Linked DNA regions of Mus musculus: region 1 is linked to region 2. Evidence: chromatin contacts called from public promoter capture Hi-C data. All regions are on one chromosome and are shown on one strand. The core of a region is the stretch at or near the end of the contact, and the rest is flanking DNA. Distances in the headings are between cores, read along the strand shown. Region 1 holds the start of Hpse2 (heparanase 2). Region 2 holds the start of Golga7b (golgi autoantigen, golgin subfamily a, 7B).

The links. Promoter capture Hi-C pulls out the DNA fragments that hold promoters and counts their contacts.
Region 1: a contact with region 2 is called in a promoter capture Hi-C map of the SN4741 cell line, with 6 times the contacts expected there. The contact joins the promoter of Hpse2 here to the promoter of Golga7b in region 2. A contact is called at or near these places in 8 of 39 promoter capture datasets (the 3T3-L1 cell line, the SN4741 cell line, embryonic stem cells and 3 more), 1 of 115 datasets of contacts at active chromatin or transcription factors (embryonic forebrain) and 2 of 9 other capture datasets (embryonic stem cells and macrophages).

The regions. Positions count from the first base shown.
Region 1 is chr19:43,384,489-43,389,777 of GRCm38.p6, reverse strand. Hpse2 (heparanase 2) reads left to right here and starts at 1,423. Exons shown (of 12, transcript NM_001081257.2): 1 at 1,423-1,756; 2 at 4,880-5,037. The coding sequence starts at 1,467.
Region 2 is chr19:42,253,741-42,258,771 of GRCm38.p6, reverse strand. It overlaps Golga7b (golgi autoantigen, golgin subfamily a, 7B), which reads right to left and starts at 3,033. Exons shown (of 5, transcript NM_027694.2): 1 at 2,589-3,033. The coding sequence starts at 2,600.

The DNA of each region.
Region 1 (5,289 bases), core at 174-2,673, 1.1 Mb before region 2:
TCCAGTCCTATGTAGGTTGGCTAATTCTTTCTGGCTGAAGGAAGGAAAATAGATTGCTATTGTAGTGTTTACTGAGCTCTCATACTGCCCAGTGTGCAGTACTGGCAGTGGTGGGGACCCATGCTCTGCATTCAACTGTCATCTAGTCTGTTTAATCAAGGAATGCCCTGGGGTGCTCTCATTTACCCATTTTTCATAAAGTAGCTCCCTTCATCTGCCAAAATAGAGGACTTGTTGTATCCCAGAGAGAAGCTGAAAATGGGACTGGGTGTGATTGTGACTGCCTGTGATTGTGGCTGGATTGTTTCCCCTTGTGTTAGGATGGGACTCAGGATAATTTGCAAGCTATTGAGGGTGGGAATGAAAAGAACAGAGGTTTGCAGTGCACTCGAAGTCCAGGATGATCTGTATCCCAGAGTTCCAAGCAGGCACACTCTAATTTTGGCCTAGGGCTGGATTTGACACCCCTATAGCCCATTTCTACGTCAGGAAGACATACTCCCCTGCAAGGGTATGAGTCTGAGGGTTGTTGGCAAGGAGACATTGGAGAGGCATCTTTACTTTTACAGTGGAATACATTGGCCAAGGAGTGATTCAAATGAACATAGGGTGTCTTGATCATCAGTCCAATGGGTTGCCAAAGCCATAAAATAACATATATGGGAAACTCAAGACTCTCCCTCACACATAAGCAGCAGTGCCATGGAGCATACTGATTCTTTTTTGACTCTCCTGACTAGGAAGTTCTTTGACCTGGGAATACTCTCCCTTCTCCCCCACCTTAGTCTCCTATTCAGGAGAAACTTCTTTCTAGTTATCTTGCAAGATTCAGGGGTTTGCACACCTAGGCATGGACTCTTCTTTGCTTTTTGTGCCTTGGCAAAAATTACTTTGCCCATCATAAAACCATTTACAACCTAACAACATTTACTGCTTCAACCCAAAAGGAAGGCACAAAGTGGACGGTAAGCAAGAAATAGTCAGGACAGACTGCCCCTCAGGCAGTGAAGGGCCTTCCCCATAGCCTACTGGGGAGGGGACTTGAAAATAAGCTCTTACTCAAGATGGTACCACAGTACAGTTTCAGTCCCACTGGCCGCTTCCTGACCCTAGCGGGTTAAATCAGTAGGGCACAACGGCCACCCCTCCCCCTTCTCCCCCCTCCCCCATCCCTTACCTTTAAAAAGTTAAAAAATGTCTGCAGTCAAATCTCTTAAAGGGGCGGTGCTGGTGAACAGTACTCTTGGCACGAGTTGCTGAGAAGGCTGGCTAGGGGCGTGAGTTCGCTCCACCAGCACCAAAACACTGAAAAAAAAATGCGAGCAAGCGAGCAAGAGCGAGGGAGCGAGGGCGAAAGAGAATAGGGGGGGGGAGAGAAGGGGGGCAGAGAGACACACACTTTAGATAAGGACAATTAGTCACCATCGAGACCCAGTAGGGAAAGAAGTTTAAATCAGAGGGATTTAATGAGGGTGCTCTGTGCTTTCCCTGAAGCCATGGCCTCCAGCAGCTCCCGCCCCCCCTCGTGCCTAGCCCTGGTGGCTCTCTTCTTGGCTCTGTTGCTCCATCTCTCCCTCTCCTTCCACGCTGGAAACAGGAGACCTTTGCCTGTAGACAGAGCTACAGGTTTGAAGGAAAAGACCCTGATTCTACTTGATGTGAGCACCAAGAACCCAGTCAGGACAGTCAATGAGAACTTCCTCTCTCTGCAGCTGGATCCCTCCATCATTCATGATGGCTGGCTCGATTTCTTAAGGTAAGGCAGGGGCTTCGATGAGTCATTTAAAAATTTAAGTACCCCCACCCCCATTCTCTTCCTATCCCCTGCTCCAAAGGGGGAAGAAAAAAGAGGAGAAAAAAGAAGAATAAGAAGGAGGAGGAGAAGAAGAGGAGGTACAGCAGCAGCAGCAGCAGCAGCAGCAGCAGCAGCAACAGCAGCAGCAGCAAACCGATCTGTCTTTCCAAGAGAAAAAAAGGAGGTTTCCCCCCTCCTGGACTATTTGCTGTGAGGCTGTAACTGGTGATTGAGGAAAGCAGTGTTTTCTATTAAGATGCACATGTTTGCAATGCAGAAGGCATTTCAGAAACTTATCAGTTATGACTGAAAAAATGTTGTGCTTACATATATCCACAATTAGTCTCCCCTTCTGAAAAAGAAACAAGAGGTTCAGGGAAGTTACAAAAGGGAAGATCTGGAACAACAAAGACTCCAGAGGAGTGGTTGTGTGTGAGAGAGAAAGCAGTGTGCGTGTGTCCGAGTGTTCAGTTGGGAGATTGCATGAAAGTGGAATTTGCCACGGAAAGATGGTTTCATCAGTTCTCACTCCCAGACAGAAAACGAATTTAAGGAGAGTCCTGAGCGGTGAGCAAGTTGGATTGGAGTTAAAATTTTTTATTTTGTATCCTCCGCTGTCATTATCAGCCTTGACTTTGTAAGACACTTTTTATAGATGAAGCCCTTCCCCCTCCACCCTCCTCTTTAGTTTTCCTTGGTAACTGCATAGTTTAATTTTTTACAGTGGGGAAAAAAAATCGTTGCTCGGGTCGTAGTGTGCATCATACGCGATCCATAAAGGTCCTAGGAACTCTCAGGGGAAGCGTTGGGAGTTTTGAACCCCAAAGCAGTGGTGGATTAACAAACCTGAAGGTTGAGTCTCGCTGACAGTCTAGTTGGGTTCACCCTCTTCCCGGGTTGTTACTATTCAGGCAGTTAAGCAACCGCGATCCCCTTCCCATCAGGGGCGGTTGCAAAGAGGGGGGCGTTGGAAATAAAAAGAAAACACACAGAAGAAAAAGAAAGGGAGGATAAACCTCTGCAATATTGAATATCCAAGTGTTAAGTTTCTGAAAATTCCCTTCAAGTTGGACCCTTAGTTTGGGCTCCTCCAAAGAGTCTAGAGTGCTCTCCATCCCATTCCAGATCCGACTCACATCGTTATTGAGCATTTTTCACCCTTAGAGTTTTGCTTTTCCGGGTGCACCCGCCCCTTAGCGCTCAGCCTCAGGTCTGCGGACGCAGCAGGTAGCTGTAGGCGCTGCGCCGAGCGCTCCATCCAGGTCAGGGTAGCTTAGCCAAAGACTCGGAGGTCGTCGCCACCAATGCGGAGGCCGTTTTGGGGTTCCAGAAGGTACAGTTGTTGGGAGGGCGGGAACAGCGCTGCACTACCGGGTTTCATCCTTGAAAGCTTTTCTGTGCAGCAGAACGCTTCTCTGAATTCATCCAAATGTGGGGTGCAACAGGGCTTTTCCTAAATGCACGCCCCACTTGCATTGCTTTGCTCCAGCTGCGCGACTCCTCCGAGTTTTTTCTTCCTCCTCCTCCTTTAAAAAATGTCAGCTTGTTCGCGCTAAATATTTGCCTGCTGCAGAAAAATTCTGGAAGGCAGCTTTTCGGGGAAGAAGCCGTGGCGGGGCGCATTTGCATTGGCTGTGCGGGCTTTATCCGGAAGATTGGAAATGCGGCGTTTCCCTGGGGCCGCACTCGCGCCGACGTCCCTTCTGTGCTCAGCCGGCCCACGCGACGCCTAAACTTCGCCTGCCCTGCAACTCGGTCCTGGAGAGCTCAGCCAAACCTTCAAGCCATCTCAGGGTAGACATGTATCTTCCCCAAAGTGTCTGGAAAAAAAGTGGAGTTTCCTTTTACTTCTGTGCCCTTCGAATTCAACTCCTTTGTGATACTCTTTAACGTCTCCATTTTGATTTGCATTCTCACAACCTGAACTAGCAAAGCGTTAAAAAACGATGTGTAGACCCGGGTTTCAATAGCCGGTTTTCCTCATCATTAACAGCATCTGCAGGGCTGGTTCCCAATTACTTCCTAGAGTAGCACTTGTTGGCTTTTTAAAACCCATTGATGGAAATCCTGAAAATGGATAGATTCAAATGTTATTGTTCTGGTACTCAAACATTTCCCGACACACAAGTTCCAAAACTTGCCAGACTTTTTTTTTTTTTTTTTTTTTTTAAACCAGGCGCTACCAAACCTCAAGGAAAAAGAAAGATAAAGCCCAATTGGAGACAGGAGTGGGGCGTGTGCGTCTGTGCGTGAATGTGTGTGTGTGTGTGTGTGTGCGCGCGCGCGCGCGTGTGTGCATGCGAGAGTGTGTGTGTGATGGAGAGAATGTTCTCTTAAGACCAGGATGAATTATTTCAAGTGCCAAAAGACATAGGTTTTACTTTTGGGAGGTGGGGTGGGGAGAATCCTCTGAAAGACAAGGAATTGTTCTGGGAACCTCTTTGCCTGAAGATTTGGGAAGCTACTCAGTTACAATGTAATAGAATCGGAAAATCAGTTTTGGTATTTAAAAAAATCCTTTGACTTTAGATGCTGTGCTTGGGTTTAGAGAAAGTAGGCCAAGTTTTACCGTTTTGCATGTTACTTATGCCCCGGAGGCCAGGGAGGCTTCGCGGAGTTTGACTTGAAAGTTTGGCAACAGTCAGAGGTTGGCGGTCCACTCTATGCGCGTCTGTGCCAGGAGCGCTTTCCTGGTAGTGGCAGAAGCCAGCCAGTTGAGCCTTGGCCCAAGTTCGCCACACAAGTGCCGCTGCCCCAACACACGAAACAAACACATCTCCAGTCCTTTAGAAATCAGTTCGTCGGGCATCAAGGTGTCGGTGGGAGGGCGCAGCTGCGGCCAGTTGGGGTCAGGGAACAACCCCAGGGAATCCAGAGGCTGAGGGTAAAGCGGGCAGCAGAATCGGCACAAGCGAGCCGCCGCAAAGCAGTCCGCGCTCGGCTCGGACTGCAAGCTGGAGTGGGCTTAGATAATAAATCTCCCACCAGGTCTCCTGCAGGGAGTGAGAAGGGGCCTTGCTACCTGACCAGTGCTCTCTAGCCTTCTCCCGGGATCCTTTCCTCTCTCTTTCTCTACCCCTGCAGCTCCAAGCGTCTGGTGACCTTGGCCCGGGGACTCTCGCCCGCCTTTCTGCGCTTCGGGGGCAAAAGGACGGATTTCCTGCAGTTCCAGAACCTGAGAAATCCGGCGAAAAGCCGCGGGGGCCCGGGCCCGGATTACTATCTCAAAAACTATGAGGATGGTGAGAAATTTGGTCCCGATTTTGAGTGTTGGAGGAAATTGGGGTGGGGGTGGGATCAAGCCCTGTGGTGTGTGTGTGTGTGTGTGTGTGTGTGTGTGTGTGTGTGTGTGTGTGTGTGTGTGTTGTAGAGGCCGACTTGGAGCAGAGCTTGTTTGAAGTTCCCCTGAAAAACTAGAAGCAGCAGGCTAGGGTTCATTGGGAGTGTGAGACTCCTGAGGTGAGCATGAAAAGGGAGTTCCGCTGGTTGCCCAG
Region 2 (5,031 bases), core at 1,784-4,283:
AGATCAGACCTCCAAATACCCTGCCTGGATAATGCTACTTGGGTGCACTTAAAGACCTGTCAGAATCCACTTCAGGATGCCCCTCCAAACAAAGAGCTACTTCCCAGTTGTTCCTGGCCGTTTGGCCTGCTTCCCAGGTAGACCCTGCTCCTAGTGACACACATTTGCAGAGGCTCACTGCTCAGGAAATCGGCTCGGTAAAGCTCTCCAAATGAGGTCAGCATCTCACTCAGGAACTGTCCTTCCTCCCTCTTCTGTGTCCCCCCTCCACCGCACACACCCTTCCCCTAATGCTCACCTCTAAACAGAAATCAGGAAGCAAAAAATTCAGTTTCCATAGAAAGCTGTCTTCCTCCTCCCCCTCCTCCCCTCCCCCATCTCCTCTTCCTACACAGTTCCGCTTCCTCTTTAGACTGCTAAGGAAATGATCATGGGAACTTGGAGTGAGGTTTTCCTTCCCCCCAACAGGTTTTTCCTGGCAATCTCAATCCAATCCTAATTGTAAAAAAGCAGCCTAGGGGGATGAGTCAACTTGGCCCAGACACCATACATCCTGTGCCTTGGCAGAGCCTGAGTTTCTTCTCTCAGCACCGCCAACAGAGTCCGGCCAGGCCAAGCTGAGAGACTGAAAGTGTTAGCCCTCAGCTCCTGCCCATCCTGGACAGACTTTTGTCCCTCTGTCCTCAAGATGAACAGCCAGAGATCCCAAGTCCCTCTAGCTTGGTGGTCCTCAACTTTCCCAATGCTGGGACCCTTTAACACAGTTCCTCATGTTGTATTTGGTGACCCCCCAACCATAAAATTATTTCCATTCCTACTTCACAACTGTAATTTTGCTACTGTTGTGAACTGTAATGTAAATATCTGATATTTCGGATGGTCTTAAAGGAGTTGTGACCCACAGGTTTAAAACTTCTGCTCTCGTTCTTTCTAGCACATCTCTCCTCACTCAAAGCCCTGTCTCAAGACCCCTAGAACTCTAGTAAGCATCATACTGGCTACCTGGATACACTATCCTCGATGCAAACCATGAAGATAGTGGTCATGGAGGCAAGGTGAATTATTGCCTTAATGTTGCAGTTGAATCATCTGTAAAATGGGATAATGAAGCCTTCTTTGACTCCTTCACCAGGCTGAGGCAAGCTTCCAAGCCTCCGTCCTCTCGTCTGTTAATTGCATATAATAACACCATCCATGGCCACTTCACAGAGCTGCTCACACACGCACAGCCATTCTGTGTGCCGTGGCCTTGTACCCACAGAGGCGTTATGAGCAGAGTCTATCCCAGGGGAGAGTCGTCAAGCCTACTGCCAACAGCTTCTTGGAAACCTAGCCTCGACCGAGAAGTGTGAGTCTGTGGGTAGACTGTGTAGGCCACAGCAAACCTGTAGGGGAGAGAATGTAAGTCGGACAGGCCTTTTGGAGCCCATTAGATCACACTAGCAACTGCTGCTGTGGTCTGCCAAGCCTGCCTGCCCATGGGAAGGCGGGGGTTCTGGGAGGGCACGAATCCCTGCTAGCTAACCTCGTGCAACATCAGCAGGCAAACAATGCCAAGCAACATCAGGAGATCCAATGGAATGATGGCAGTAGCACTTGGTACTGATGTCATGCCACTCGCCGGAATCCCAGAGGCACCGCACAGAATCACTCACAGGCCTTTGCTCTCCTCCTTGGCAGTGGTCCAGCTAGGCTGGAAATGGGGAGTCACCACAAAAGCCGGCAGCAGCCGAGCTGGGGAGACCCAGTGTGCTGCAACACTCTAAAAATTCAAAGAAACTTTCAGCTCTGCTGTTGGCATGCTGTGTGGGTACCGAGCCAATCCTTTCTTCCGTATGTCAGCTTCACCATGCGTAAAGAGCTCTCCCCGGGGAGGAGTAACCTCTGGGGGTAGAGACACAAGTCCCGACTTCTTACACATTATGCCAAGATTTTGTCCTTAGCTAACAGGTCCCTTGGTCTATAGACACACTGTGAAGCACACAGTCGCTTCCCCCTCACAGGCAAATGTGGATACACTGAGAACAGCAGCTCAAATGGAGAAGGAAAGAAATTCTCAAAAGTGGGGGCTGGTGCAGGAGGTTCATTAAAACCAACCCTTTGGGTTCTGGGCCTGAGCATGTCTTTTTCCACGTTCTCCTCCTAAGGAAATGTGGATGTGAGGGAAGGTGTGTCTTCCCTAGACAAGCATTTGGGTTAGAAGCAGGATACTGCACCGCATAGCAACAACAGCAGTAGGCCACCTTCCCTCCCCTTACACAGGTGTGCAGGGATCTCCAAACCTCTAGGGAGTCAGAACCCTGTGTTCAGGAGAAGGGGAAACCCCAGACCAGCTGGGACTTGGTGCTATTGGTAACAAGTAGATTCCCAGGGCTCAGAGTGGCATGGGCAAGATTGACATGTCAAAGGTGAAGGGACCCCTCAGCAAAGCTCTGCTTATATGCCATGCCACTCCACACCTCCCACCATGAACCCAGGGAACCACCCTCTACCCCCATCCACCCCCGTCTTCTCCTCGTGCCCAGTCTGCCCCTAGTGGGGAATCATTCCCTGAGGCATTGCCTGCGGGTTAAGGTGTTGGGCCCTACCTCAGTGGCCATCTTCAGGGCGTTCTGACCAGTCCTTGGCTGTCGCTGGGCTGGTTCAGGGGGGCTGTCCGCGGTGCTGATAGGAAGAGCCGGTGGGCTGGCCGAGGCCAGCGAGGGCCTGGGCGCTGTCCGCGGTACTGATGAGATCGCCGAAACCTGAAGCGCGCTCCTGCCGACCGGAGGGTCCCTGAAAGGTGGTCCGTGCTGTCCACGGTGCTGACGCGGGAGCCGGACCGGGGAGGCGAGGCCGCGCCGGAGGCTCCTCACCACCCGATCGCCTGCTGCCAGGGTTCCTGCAGGCAATGGCCCGGTTTTATCTTTGACAGTGGCAGCAGCGGCGGGCACGGGGGCGGCGGGGGAAGGAGGGGCCAGCGCCTCGGCGGGCGGGGAGGGGGAAGCCGCGGCCCCCAGACTCCGGCACCCGCCGGAGAGGAGCCCCGCCCGCGGCCACCGGCTCCGCTCCCGCCCCACCCCGTCCCGCCCCGCCCAGCGCCCCGCCTCTCCTGCCTGCCCTCCCCCCCAGCAGGAGTGCCTAGAGCGTTGCGCTAGCTTCCACCGCCTCCGGGGACTTCCAGAAGCTGAAGAAAGAAGATGGGCTCTGCTGCAAGGCACCCGGCCTGCAATACGGAAGGCCCCACCATCCACAGGCCGCCAGCCTCTTACCTTTCCAAACACCTTCAAATTCTCACTCTAACCTTCCCGTCCTGCCCCAAGCACTACCCAGCCTTATGGGAACATTCCCTTCCCTCTTTTCTCCTTTCTGCTTCCTTAAATGGGTAAAATCCCATTAGCTAGGGGAAAATGCTGCAGATATAAGAGAGCATTTTCTTAAAACACATACGCACATTTCATCCCCAGGTTTTCCCTAGGGCCCTTTCTTTTATGGAAGCCAGTCTTTCTTTATGATCCTCCTAGTCCAGGTCCCACCCCTTACACTTCTGTCTCCCTACAGCCATCCCAGAGTTTATACACACTCCCACAATACCCAATTACCACCACTAATCAAAAACCACATGCCAAACCGGTATGCCCACTCTCCAAGGTGGTAATTTGGCATTAGGCCTTCCAATCAAATGGTTTATCTACTTAATAAGCAGAAAGGAAACCCCAACACAGGTGTCTTTGAACACATCCACAATAACCCCAGATCTGTGTCTGAGGGGAGCTGGGTACTTCTTCTACAGCCTGGCTGCCCACAGGTCAGCAGCGTCGGCCATGACATAAAACTGGAGTAGGTGCCACAACAGGCAGCCAGAAGACCTGACTCCAGGTCAGACTTCTCCCGATTTCCTACCTTGATTAGCTGTCTCACTCCCTGAGTTTACGGTCCTCTTTCTGCAGGATATACTTGTTGCCCTTCTTCATTAGCCTATAGCTAGGGTCCTTTCTTCTTCTACCAAATTTCCCATTTAAAATTTCCAAACATACAGGAGAAGTTGGGGAAAAGACATTTGCCAGAACAGTCTAACTAACTCAGTCAGCAATAGTATTTTTACATTTGATTTTGATTTGTTGGCTTTGCTGACGGAAACTGGATCAAGGAGACGTATATAATTTCACTAGATTATCAGAAAGCGATAGATTCCACAGTTTTATCCTTAAATACTTCAGCACTCATCCCCTCAGAATAAGAACATTTTCCTGAGGCAGGTGTGATGGTGCACACCTTTAATCTCGGCGCTCCTGAGGCTGAGGTGGGTGGAGAGACGTGAGACCTTGTCTCAAAAAGCAAAATAACATTCTTCTCTGTAATCACAATATCATTATCATGTCTTTTAAAATTCCATGGTAACCCTACTATTTTAGGATGGTTTGTTACCCCAAAGACATATTAATAGCTTTTTTTTCAGCAGAACTTTCTATTTTTAATACCAAACATTTATGGATCACTTAATGTGTGCCAGACAGTTCTACACTGCACATATATTTTGAAATCCTGACAATTGCTGTGAGTTACATTTTTTATTTTTTAAAATCTGTCTCTTTATCTGTCTCTCTGTATCTCTCTTGTGTCTTCCTGTCTGTCTGTCTGCCTCTCTCTCTCATGTGTGTGTGGGGGGAGGTGGATTTATGCTCTGAGTGCCACTGTGTGGATGCCACAGAGCCCGTGGGCAGGTGATCAGAGGACAACCTTAAATGTCATTGTCAATCTATACCTTCCATAGGGTCTTTTGTTTGCCTCTGCATAGTCCAGGCTAGCTGGCTTATCTCACCATATGAGCACTAGGTTCCAGGCATGCCATATCTGACTTTTTTACATAGACCTTGGAGATTTGAACCCTCCTCGCTGTTGCACAGCAATCACTTTAGCTGCTAAGCCATCTCCCCAGCCCCACTCCATATTGTTGTCACCCTTCAGCATCCCAGAATAACTCATCCCTTCAGCATCCCAGAATAAGATGCCCAAAGTCTCCCATGAGAAGGATTTAGACAGAAACAGTCA